Regions from separate parts of the Gossypium hirsutum genome. Here region 2 is linked to region 1. A link is a contact called in public Hi-C data. All regions are on one chromosome and are shown on one strand. Each heading gives the region's core, a stretch centred on a gene start, on an enhancer-like site or on the middle of the called end of the contact. The rest is flanking DNA. Distances are from core to core; before and after follow the strand shown.

Region 1 (5,873 bases), core at 2,933-5,432:
CTACGACAAAATCCAACAATCAACAAATACTTTACTAAACAAAATCTCAATTAATTATCATTAAATCATGTATAATCAAACATATTAAAAATTTTGAATTCTGCAAGGACCTAATTGAGAATTTCAAGCATGAAAAAGAATTGAAATGAAAAGTTTTAAAGTTTAAAGGTTAAAGGTTAATTTCAAAAATCCCTAGTTGGTATCGATACCAAATCGATACCAAAAGTTCAATTATGTTTTCTTTGCAAAACAAGGGTATCGATATTTGTTTCTTTTCAAAAATAGGCATGTTTAGGCTTATTTTAAGAGGCTTGGCCAAGTGAGTCACTTAGTTTATTTTAGGGTTTTATTTTAGTTTTTATTTTATTTCAATTTAGTCCTTTAAACAATTTTTGTTCTTGTTTAACTTGGATTCGATTTTGATCCAAGCTTTTAATGTAATAATATTTCTTTATTTCTTTTCGAATTCCAATTGCAACCAGAGTGATCTTCACAATTGTTAAAGGAAATCTAGCTTCTGTGCACAAATTGATATCGAAACAGATTTATTTTCTTATTCCCTTCTTTTATTTAATTTACTACTTTGTATGTTAAATATGAATTTAGGGATTATTGCATTTAGATCCATGAGTAGCTAATTTCCTCAGGAAGATTAACGAACGGATGTTTGACTACTTAATAGATGAATTAGGGTTTCAAACCAAGTTAGTTGGTTTAAATTATGTGCGATTAAACCCTAGAAAGTGACGCCCCTAGGAAGTAATTTAGGATAAACGAGATCGAGAGATAGTTTACTAAGAAAATCATAATTTATCCCGGTCAAAAAAGTGAGGTTGAGAGGTAAGCTTGTATTGGTCGATTAGTTAATTAGTTAGTATCGAGAGGTAATAACTAGTTGATTAATAGCTAACTCGATAAAACCCGAGTTCTGAAGTTAATTAGGAACACCGAAGTGAGTTAATCCCCTGCTTGTTTTATTGGAATTCATTTCTATTGTTAATTGGTTGTTTTTATTTTAGATAATTTTAGGTTAATTTCATTAATCCATTTTCATTTGATTATTTGTAATATAATTTTAAATTAATATGACTTAGTCCTATTAGTGTAGAAAATTAATTTCAGTTTGATTCAACCTCCATTGGGTACGATCCTCAGAATGCTTCACAGAGTGTTTCGTTGTAACATTCTTTACTACATGACAATTTGACTCGTATACTTGCGGACACCGCTATTTAATCATATATTTATTTGTTGCAGCATTTCCAGTCCAAACGTTCGAACGTCTGGCGGCAGTCAATTAACACAGTGCTTCCAAGTACACCCGAATGAGGAAGATAAAACACAATTGGTATTGCTTTTCTTAAGTTTTCGAGAAATAAAATCAAAAATAATTTTAAAAGTGGTCAAAAATTTTGGTTCGAATAAAAAACCCATACTAGGATCAATTCCAAAAAAAGTTTGGAGGGGTCACAAACGATCCCGCTTAAAACCCAAATTCCTCAACAAAACTTCATCTAATGTAATTTTTAGTAAAATAACAAAGAAGGATGAGGGAGACGAGAAGAGTGATAGAGGCTCTGATTTTTTTTTTTGGTGTGTGAAATATGAGGAAAATAGCCTCCTATTTATACGATTCTCAAAGGGGCAAAATGATCTAAAAAATTCAATGGCCATATTTCAACGGCCAACTATTTAGAAGCAAAAAATAAATAAATGGGCTAATTTCACTATTTCTCTTTTTCCCATCTTTTCAAAAATCTTTATTTCTTTTGCATTAGTGGGGGAATGTTAGTAATACAAAAATCTAACCGTTATAATATGGTAGTTGGAATCTGACCATTACAATATGACCGTTGGAATCTAGTCGTTGCAATATGGCCGTTGAATTTTTTGGATCATTTTGCCCTTTTGAGATTATATTCCTCATATTTCACACAATAAAAATCAAAGCCGTTATCACTCTTCTCGTCTCCCTCATCTTTTTTTGTTATTTTACTAAAAATCACATAAGAGGAAGTTCTGTTTAGGAGTTTGGGTTTAAAGCGAGACTGTCCATGACCCCTCCAAACTTTTATGGGAATTGATCCTAGTGTGGGTTTTTTTCTAGCCAAATTTTTTGACCACCTTTAAAATTATTTTTTATCTTGTTTCTCATAAACTTAAGAAGAGCAATATCAATTGTGTTCTATCTTCCCCATTTGGGTGTACGAATTTGGAAGCACTATGTTAACCTTGGAGGTGATGTTCATTTCCGATTACACCGATCAGGACAAAATCGCTTCTAAAGCATTGGTTCTCCACGGCACAGTATTTATTTATTTATTAATTTTTCCCTTATTTTGTGTACTTGTCACTACTAACGTCTTTATTTTGCAGTAGTAATTATCCAACAAGGTTGTGTATTCGACTAGTTAAATATTTAAATTTTCAATTTTTATATAAATAATTTAATAAACCAACAAACTTATTAGAAACCAATTGGACCCATCATTTCTATATGACTAAATTGAAATAATCAATCTAAATATCTTCTATTAATGCTAGGTTGACATTGTTATGCAATTTAAAAATACTTTTGAAAAAATTTGTAGAAACGCTTGTGAAAAGTTGTGGTTGGTAAGCGTGTTTTTGAAAAGTGTGGTTTGTTAGTTTTAAATGTTTGGCATTGCTATTAAAAATTACTATTAGAAGTTAAAATGTTTCTTTTATACAAAGTAAAAATAATAATAAAATATTATATATTTGTAATATAATAATAATTATTGTTAGTTCAATAATAACAAATACTAATTTTTTGGTGAATTACAATAATAGAGTAAAGTCTGAACAACCAATGCGACTAGCGCGATTCAAACCCATACCACAATTAGAGTGGTAAACACCCTTGACCATCAAGCCATCACATGAGGTTCACAATTACTATTAAATCTATGCAACTTAAATGTTACTAAATTAAAACATCATAACGTATCCAAGTTAAAACCAACTCATTAAACTACAAGCAATGATATTTCTTATAACTTCCATTTCAAGCCCATATGAAATGTTGTTGAATTCAATGTCATCATCACTTCGTTTGTTAAGCACATTTTCTACCTCGGTAATATTTTTATATGTCGTATCATTAGTTTCATATTCCAAAAAATCCACACTATTTAGACCTTCATATTTTTGGATAAAATTGTGTACCAGCATTATAGCAACAACAATTAACCTTTGTTTTTCAAAATTGGAGATAGTGGCAAAATTGAAATTTCGATTTCTCTATTATGCTATCATTTGGGATTTAATTTTGGCATACTTCTGATCCTTTATTTTTACAATGACATTAGTTAGTCTAAGTAATTATCTTTCATTATTCCGATTAAAATGATGATGTTAATTTCTTTTAAAAATATCTTTGTAATATAAATATATATATAATTTTGCATGAAGTTGGCATGGGTAATTTCTTTTTAAAAATCGACCTTAACATTTTAATCGGAATAATCAAGGGTATCAACTGTTTCGACTAACTAATGATATTATGTAAATGAATCAAATTATATCAAATAAATTCTAAATTTAAATATGATAGAGGAACCATAAGCTTAATTTAATCTAAAACAATTGAAACCTAACACAACCATTTGTCATTTAATTTAATTTATTACACATTTGGATTTTTTAAATATTATTTTGAATTATTTTAATTTAATTAATATAAGTAACTATATGTTTTACTAAAAGTGAAGCCGAGAAAAAAACTTAGTACTAAATACAGGAATACACCACTGGTGAATTTCTAGAAGAAAAAATACATAATAAATTTATTAAATATATATATATATATATAAAAATGAGACGAATATTTAGTTGAAATGGTAAGATTAAATATTTAAAATGTAGTTCAAGTTTTATTATAATTGAGTTTTTATTGATTTTATATATAAAAATGTAAAATTAAAATAATAATAATAATATAACTTGATTTAATAAATTTAAAATAAATTAGTGTTGAATTAACTCGTAATACAATCTCTGAGCTTAATATAAGTAATTATAGATTTATTATTGTTATTTTAGATTGGGCATCTTAACTATTATGGGCCAAAGAGCAGTCTGATTTGTACTTTGGGTCAGTTCCAAAATTTTCAGAATTTGGCTCAAAACTGATGATAAACTATCAGTTCTTTTAAATGAACGCGTGGCAGAATCTGAAGGTAGCGTGCAATAAACGCAGATAAAGCGAATCTTAGATGATTCCATTCACCACCTTACATAATCTTTCCTCTCCATCACTCCATCGATTTGCGATCAACGCACCTGAAATTGAATTTTATTTTCTCTCAGGTAATTTTATTCTGTTTTAATTTAGTCTTAGATCTGTTCACTTGTGCCATTCAAAACTAAATTGCGGGATAAAAGTTTTGAATTTTAATTTAAAATATAACCTTTTTTTCCCTTCAAAAGTTGTTGCTGTTGTATATAATATGTAGATTTATGTGTTGTTGGATATTATTGTTAATCTTTAGACTCATCTGATCTTTTATTCTTGTAGGGAAGTAAGTTATCCGGTTTGACTGTTTATAAGCATTACAAAATGGTAAGTGTTTACATTTTTCGAATGTTAATGACTGCTTTGTTTGGGTTGTGGCATTGGAAATTGTTTTGAATTCAATTTTGAAATTGATGTGGCAGTTTTTCGATAGATATGGTTACCATGGGACGTCATTTGAGCAGAGTTATCGATGTTACCCTGCATCTTTCATTGAAAAGGTCTGTAAAACTACGAACTTTCTGTTGTATTGTTGATTTGCTTCAATATTTATATTAATTAATCTGTCATCAGCTTTTGGAACTCCATCATACTTGATTAGTTCCATTTGAAGGTTTATGATATTAAATCCTGCAAATCTTTTAGCTTCTTTCCCATTTATTCATGATTTTGGTCCTTTTTTTTTTCCTTGTTTTCCCGCAGCCACAAATTGAAAGCGGTGATAAAAGTAAGTTTCCTGACCTTTAGTTTTTGTAATATGTTCCTTTTGGAGTATCACTTTCCTAATATATACATTCTTTCACTGTTCTTTCAGTTATCATGCCTCCATCTGCACTTGATCGCTTGGGTTCGTTGTTTGATATTGGCAGCACTTTTACTTTTGTAATTAGTCTTAGTTTCACATTAATCTGGCGGTATAATCCAAAAGTTAATTTGTGACAAATTATGCAGCATCTCTGCATATTGATTATCCAATGTTATTTGAACTTCGGAATGATGCTGCTGAGCGTGCCTCTCATTGTGGAGTGCTAGAGTTTATCGCAGAAGAAGGCATGATCTATATGCCATATTGGGTAGGCAGTACATTTGTTGGATTATTATGCTTCACACTAGAATTATGGCATTGCTTTAGGTCCACTAAAATGGAGGAAATCTTCTACTTATATGATTCTTGACCCGTTGTTTTCAATGGTTATGATGTAGATGATGGAGAATTTGCTCCTACAGGAGGGAGATATTGTGAGGGTGAAAAATGTAACTCTTCCAAAGGGTACCTATGTGAAATTGCAGCCCCACACGAAGGACTTTTTGGATATTTCAAACCCAAAAGCTATGTGAGTGGATAGGTTTGTGAATATATGTATGCTTGCGCCTTTGATGTTTGATGGTTAGCTTAGAAAGGAATTTTGAAATTTTTGTAGTAAGTTATCAATTCATACTCATATACCTTGAGAAGTTTGTGTAATTTAGATTCGTGTAAGCAAAATGAGTTTCTTTATTTGGTATGGATTTGTGAGGAATGTAACTCCCTGAATCTGTTTTTTTTTCATGCTGTTATGGATGTAATCTACCTGTTGCTTTCCAAGTAGATTTAGACACCTCAACTCTAATCTCA
Region 2 (5,714 bases), core at 2,467-4,966, 130 kb before region 1:
TACTCAAAGGATCTCCCGATGATCTCTCTTTCAGAGTTAATAAATGATTTGTATGCTCAAGAGCAAAGAAGAGCATCAAGGCATTGGGAGCGCATAGAAGAAGAAACACTGCGAACCCTAAGTACTGATGATGCGTGTAACACCCCATAACCTCAAACCGTCGCCGAAATCGGGTTACAAGGCATTACCGGATGTCTTGGATAATTTACAATAATTCTTAAATAAATAACAAACATATATAATCATAAATTCATATAAATTCTTACTAATTGACTTCATTCATTCATTTTAAAAAAAATGAATATAACCCCTTTATAATTATTGTACATTCCCTACAAATTTCAAATTACAACCAATGCACAATTATACCAAAATACCCTTTATCAAAGTGTACCCAAAATGAACATAACACATAATGTTTCCATTCTAAACTAGACATTTCCAACTCAAGCCATATCACATAGCTTGATCAAAACCCAAAATTCATACCAAAAACTAACTATACATGCCATATTTACATTAATTGCATAAGGTCCAAAAGTACCGAAAATCATTTTGATAGTGTGATAGCAAATCTCCGACCTCTCCCGAAATCGAGCTAGCTTCCGAAATCTAGAACATAAGAAAATGAATGAAGTAAGCATTAAGCTTAGTAAGCCGTGTAATATAGAATTAAAATTTACCAATTTAACATTTAAGCATTAAAACAATTAAAATCAACTCATTTGTCTACAAAGTCTATTCACATCACCATCCACAAGTTAGTCATATAGCTAAATATATCATGTCGTCCCTATAATTCATATATTCATAAAACAACAATCCATGTAAATCATGTATTTCATGTAACTTTTAAATCATGTAAATCATATAACATTTATATCAATTTTTTTCTATTCGTATAACCTGTAATTCATCAGTAATAACAGAAATTTATTCGTATCAACCGTAACTTATACATATCAACGGTAATTCATGCATATAATTACATAGTTTATTCATATAATCAGTAACAGTAATTATGCCCGTTGAACCTATTAGAACATCGAGGGATACACGGGTGATACACTATAAGTGTATTTATCAGAAATTCGTCAATTCATTGTCATTTGCGCTCTTTCAAGCCATGATCGGTAAGCTCATTTCGAGCTGATAAACGGTAAGCTCTATCGAGCTGAAACGGTAAGCTCTATAGAGCTGAAACGGTAAGCTCTTTCAAGCTGTAGTGAGTCCGCAACAAATGCAGGAGCTCAACCAAACGGTAACCCTAGTGACAAGTCATTCGTATCCGACAATTTTCTAAAGTTCAAACGGGCTCGGTATTAACCAATTTTATCAATTAAGCAATTAAAAATCAATAACTCAATTTCTCAATTCATATGTATATATATATCTAATATAATTTAGTACATACATTTAAATACTCAAAATTTCATATTCAGTGCCTATTATCATACCAAAACAATATAACGTATAAAGTATTTATAACATTTCATTTGCATTTATGTAAACAGTAATATAATAGTATATTGATAATTTAAAATTCAAATAGATTATTCATTCAACTTACATACATTCATTTTTGGACAATTACAGTTATTTAATAATTCAATTCTAGCTATACGAACTTACCTCGTATTTGCTCGAATACTTTCGTCTACCCGTCTAACTTTTGTTTCCCCCAATCAAGTTCCGATATTTGTTTATCTTGATCTATATAAATTCAAATTTAACTCATTTATTCACCAAATCAATCAATTCAATCCATATAAATATATTTTGGCATTTTTACAAAATAGCCCTCATATTTTCACATTTTGACACTTTAGTTCCTAATTCACAAATACACAAAATATACGAAATTTCTTTATACGTATTCTTAGCCAAATACTATATATCTTCTAATCAGCCCATATTTTCATTTATTTCACATTTCTAACATAATATTTCTATTTTTTTAATTAAATCCCTAATGCTCATTTTTGTCAAAATTTACTTTATAAAACTTGTATATATTTCAATACCCATCAATAATCTAGCATAATACTTCAAAATATACTAGCATTCAACAATGGCACATTTCAAAATCATCAAAATTTTCAGAAATTGAGGTACGAGCTAGCTAGAATTAATACAAAGCAACGATCTCAAAAACGTAAAAATTATTAAAAACGGAATAAAAACCACACCCTAATTGAGAATCTAAGCTTGGTCGAATGTAAAAGCCATGACATTGGCTTTCTAAACTTCAAAATCGTGCAGAAAGAAAATGACTGCCACTTTCTGTTTTGTTTTTTTTTTTTTACTTTAATTCAATATTAATAACCATTTTGCCAAATTAACCTTAATGAAATAAAAGCATAATTCACATATTTTAAGGTCATTTATGACCAGCACCACTATCATTGGTCCAATAACATAATAAGGACCTCTCATTTAACTTATCAGCAAATAAATACTCTTAACTTATAGAATGCTACTTTTACATTTTACGCGATTAAGTCTTTTTTATCAAATTAAGTATTTAAACGGTAAAATTTATACTATAATTCTATCATGCTGTAAAACTTATTAAAAATAATATAATAAATATTTTTACTCGGTTAAGTAGTCCCGAAACCACTGTTCCGATCAGATTCAAAAAAAGGGGCTGTTACAATGCGAACCCTCAGAAACATAAGGTTAAGAAAGGTTGGGTAGAGAAGAAAGAGGATAGATGGAGAGATGGTGGCAAGGAAAAAAGCTCACCAAGCTCTCACTGCAAAAAGACAAATCACTCGGAAAGGTGTTATTGGTTCAGGCCAGATTTTCAATGTAGAAGTTGTAAACAATTTGGCCATATGGAGAAGGTATGCAAGAACAAAGGGTGAACTCCTCAACAGAATACGCAGGCTTAGGCAGCTGAAGGAGATCACATTCAAGAGGAGTAGGTGTTCACAGCCACAAGTTTTGCATCAAAAAATCAGAGTCGCGAAAGGTTGGTTGATCGATAGTGGATGCACCAACCACATGACCTCAGATGAAAACATCTTCGGGAAGATTAACAAAAGATGTGATCTTAAGGTGAGGATTGGTAATGGCGAACTCTCAGAAGCTAAGCGAAGAAGGGATGTGTTGGTCAACATTCCAACAGGTACTAAGGAAATTACAGATGTGCTTTTAGTTCATGAAATAGATCATAATCTTCTTAGCATTGGTTAATTGATGGAGAAGAAATACATAGTTGTTTTCAAAGATAAATGTTGCACTATATTTGATTCATTAGGATAGGAAGTGATCACAGTCTCAATGAATAATAAAAGTTTTGTGCTGGATTGAAACTTTGAGCTTATACCAGTTCAATGGATAAATCATATAGTTGGCACAAAAGACAGGGACATGTGAACTATAATTCCCTTAGTCAAGTGTGCAAGTCAAAACCGGTTGAGAAGATGACTAAAGTTGAAGATAAAGATGAAGATGAAGGTTTTGATGATCTTCCTGTTAAAATCAGGCCTATTGTTGAAACTTATCACAGATGTAATTTAACAGTATTGGAGCATGCAATTTTTGAAGAAGTTGCACGAGAAAACAACATTGGAGTTTGTTGCAAGATGGTCAAGAAAGAGTGGTCGGAACTCGAAAAAAGTGCGAATTGACAAATATGCAATCTATGAAAAGTGGAAGCTGCAAACTGAATGAAATATTTTACCACCCTCGGGTTTATTCCTATGCCTTCTCTTTGAAATATTTTGTTTGGTAGGATTTTTCTATGTTTTCTGTAATATAAAATTCCTAGGTAACTATTTTAAGGGGGATTGGAGTATTAGCTGGAGTTGATTACTGTTTAGTGATATAATAAAATTGACAATTTCAAAGTATAGATGACAGGTGTGAAGTGTAAAACGCCAAGATTAAGCATCGACTGCTATATAAGTTAAGGATGCTTCATTTTTTAATAAACCTAGAGTAAGCATCTTAGTTGATCTAAAATGGATATCCTTATCGGATAAAAAGGCTTTTTGGATCGTGGTGGGTTTACTTCTGCACCTCCAACAAAATTTGCCTAAAGCATATTACACAAGATATACTTCCATTGTTAGTTTCTTTGGTGTTTTGCATTTGGTCTTTGCCAGAAACCAGATCAGATTTCGTCTTCTTGTAACTGGCAACTATGGAATGGATTGCTAATGTTTCGTTTCTGAATTGCAACTATCACTTGTAATATTATGGGACTTGGCCGTTTAATATAAAAGCCATGGCAGTCACAGTGTGACAATCTTTGGTCGTATTCTTTCACCATATTATATATATAATGGATTAACCATTAATGGTTTCTTCATCCGGCAAGCATTATTTCTTGTAAATAGTCTCGGATATTTTTCAAGACATGGATTCCATTCTCTCTCGCGGATCTGATCATAATCTTCCAACAGCAAGTTCAGCTGAAAATCACGAGACAAGGCTCCCAAAGGAATCTAAATCTATAAAAGCGACGTTGTTTGGTTGCATTGGTGCCCGTGAGTTTTCCTCACCAGAGGTAATGATCTTCTTCCACAAATGATTTATTCTGCTTGATTCAATTTTCAGAAGAAAAGGGCTCTAATGCTTCCCTCCTCATTCGTTTGTTTTAGATGTGGAAGGCAGCACTCACAGAGTTGGTGGCGACTGCTTCACTAATGTTCACATTAACAACATCCGTTGTCGCCTGCTTGGACTCGAACGAGTCTAATCCCAAGCTTCTTGTCCCATTTGCAGTATTTATTATTGCCTTTCTGTTTCTCATGGTGACAGTTCCTCTTTCAGGTGGACACATGAGCCCAGTTTTTACTTTCATTGCTGCCCTCAAGGGCATCATATCTCTAGCACGAGCTTCCATCTATATCTTGGCCCAATGTGTAGGCTCGATAACAGGTTTTCTCATACTCAGCAGTGTGATGAGCCATGACGCAGCAAAAAAGTATTCCTTGGGAGGTTGTACCATTGATGGAAACGGGCCAACCTCTGGGGTTAGCTCTGGGACGGCATTGATGTTGGAATTTTGTTGTACATTTGTGGTGCTTTTTGTTGGTGTAACCATAGCATTTGACAAGAGAAGAAGCAAAGAACTAGGGTTAGCTATGGTTTGTGCAGTGGTGGCAGGGGCGATGGCACTAGCAGTTTTTGTGTCCATTAGTGTGACTGGGCGGGCTGGTTATGCCGGCGTGGGGCTTAATCCTGCGAGGTGTTTAGGCCCAGCCTTACTGCGAGGTGGTTCGTTGTGGGATGGCCATTGGGTCTTTTGGATAGGACCTTGTTTAGCTTGCATAATTTATTATGGCTTCACCAAGGGCTTACCCAAAGAAGGCCTTGTTTGGGAAGATGAAAAGCATGACATTAAGAATTTAGCCGCTCCTACACTTTGTTGTTGGGGACCTAGAAGTAGGACAAGTCAACTTAATGGGAACGTTTTGGAAATTGTGAGACGCTGAATCACTGATGGAGGCTACCGCCTACCAGGTGGAGTGTATTATTATTCTCATGGGAGACTGAATATATTTATCTCCAAAAGATTAAATCAGAGTAGCAAATTGAATAAAATTGGATGTTCTCTATATATTGGTAATTGGTGTGATCATCATGGACAATTTCTAGGGCTGTACCTGTATGAAAAGAATGTCAATGCTCCAAATAATGTCTGTTAGCTGATAAAACATGCATTAGGTTTAGTTACGTTAAGAGTAACATATTTCATT

What was found. A called contact is a pair of places that touch in the nucleus more often than the background predicts.
Region 2: a Hi-C map of leaf shows a contact between it and region 1, with 3 times the contacts expected there. The contact joins the promoter of LOC107902020 here to the promoter of LOC107902026 in region 1. A contact is called at or near these places in 12 of 34 Hi-C or Micro-C datasets (anther, callus, leaf and 2 more).

What each region holds. Positions count from the first base shown.
Region 1 is chrD12:4,203,525-4,209,397 of Gossypium_hirsutum_v2.1, reverse strand. LOC107902026 (ubiquitin fusion degradation protein 1 homolog) reads left to right here and starts at 4,182. Exons shown (of 10, transcript XM_016828251.2): 1 at 4,182-4,332; 2 at 4,541-4,585; 3 at 4,681-4,758; 4 at 4,961-4,985; 5 at 5,073-5,105; 6 at 5,210-5,331; 7 at 5,462-5,592. The coding sequence starts at 4,583.
Region 2 is chrD12:4,335,259-4,340,972 of Gossypium_hirsutum_v2.1, reverse strand. It overlaps LOC107902020 (aquaporin TIP1-2), which reads left to right and starts at 3,716. Exons shown (of 2, transcript XM_016828242.2): 1 at 3,716-4,519; 2 at 4,614-5,658. The coding sequence starts at 4,370. The coding sequence ends at 5,450. LOC107902021 reads right to left here. Exons shown (of 5, transcript XM_016828245.2): 5 at 5,660-5,714.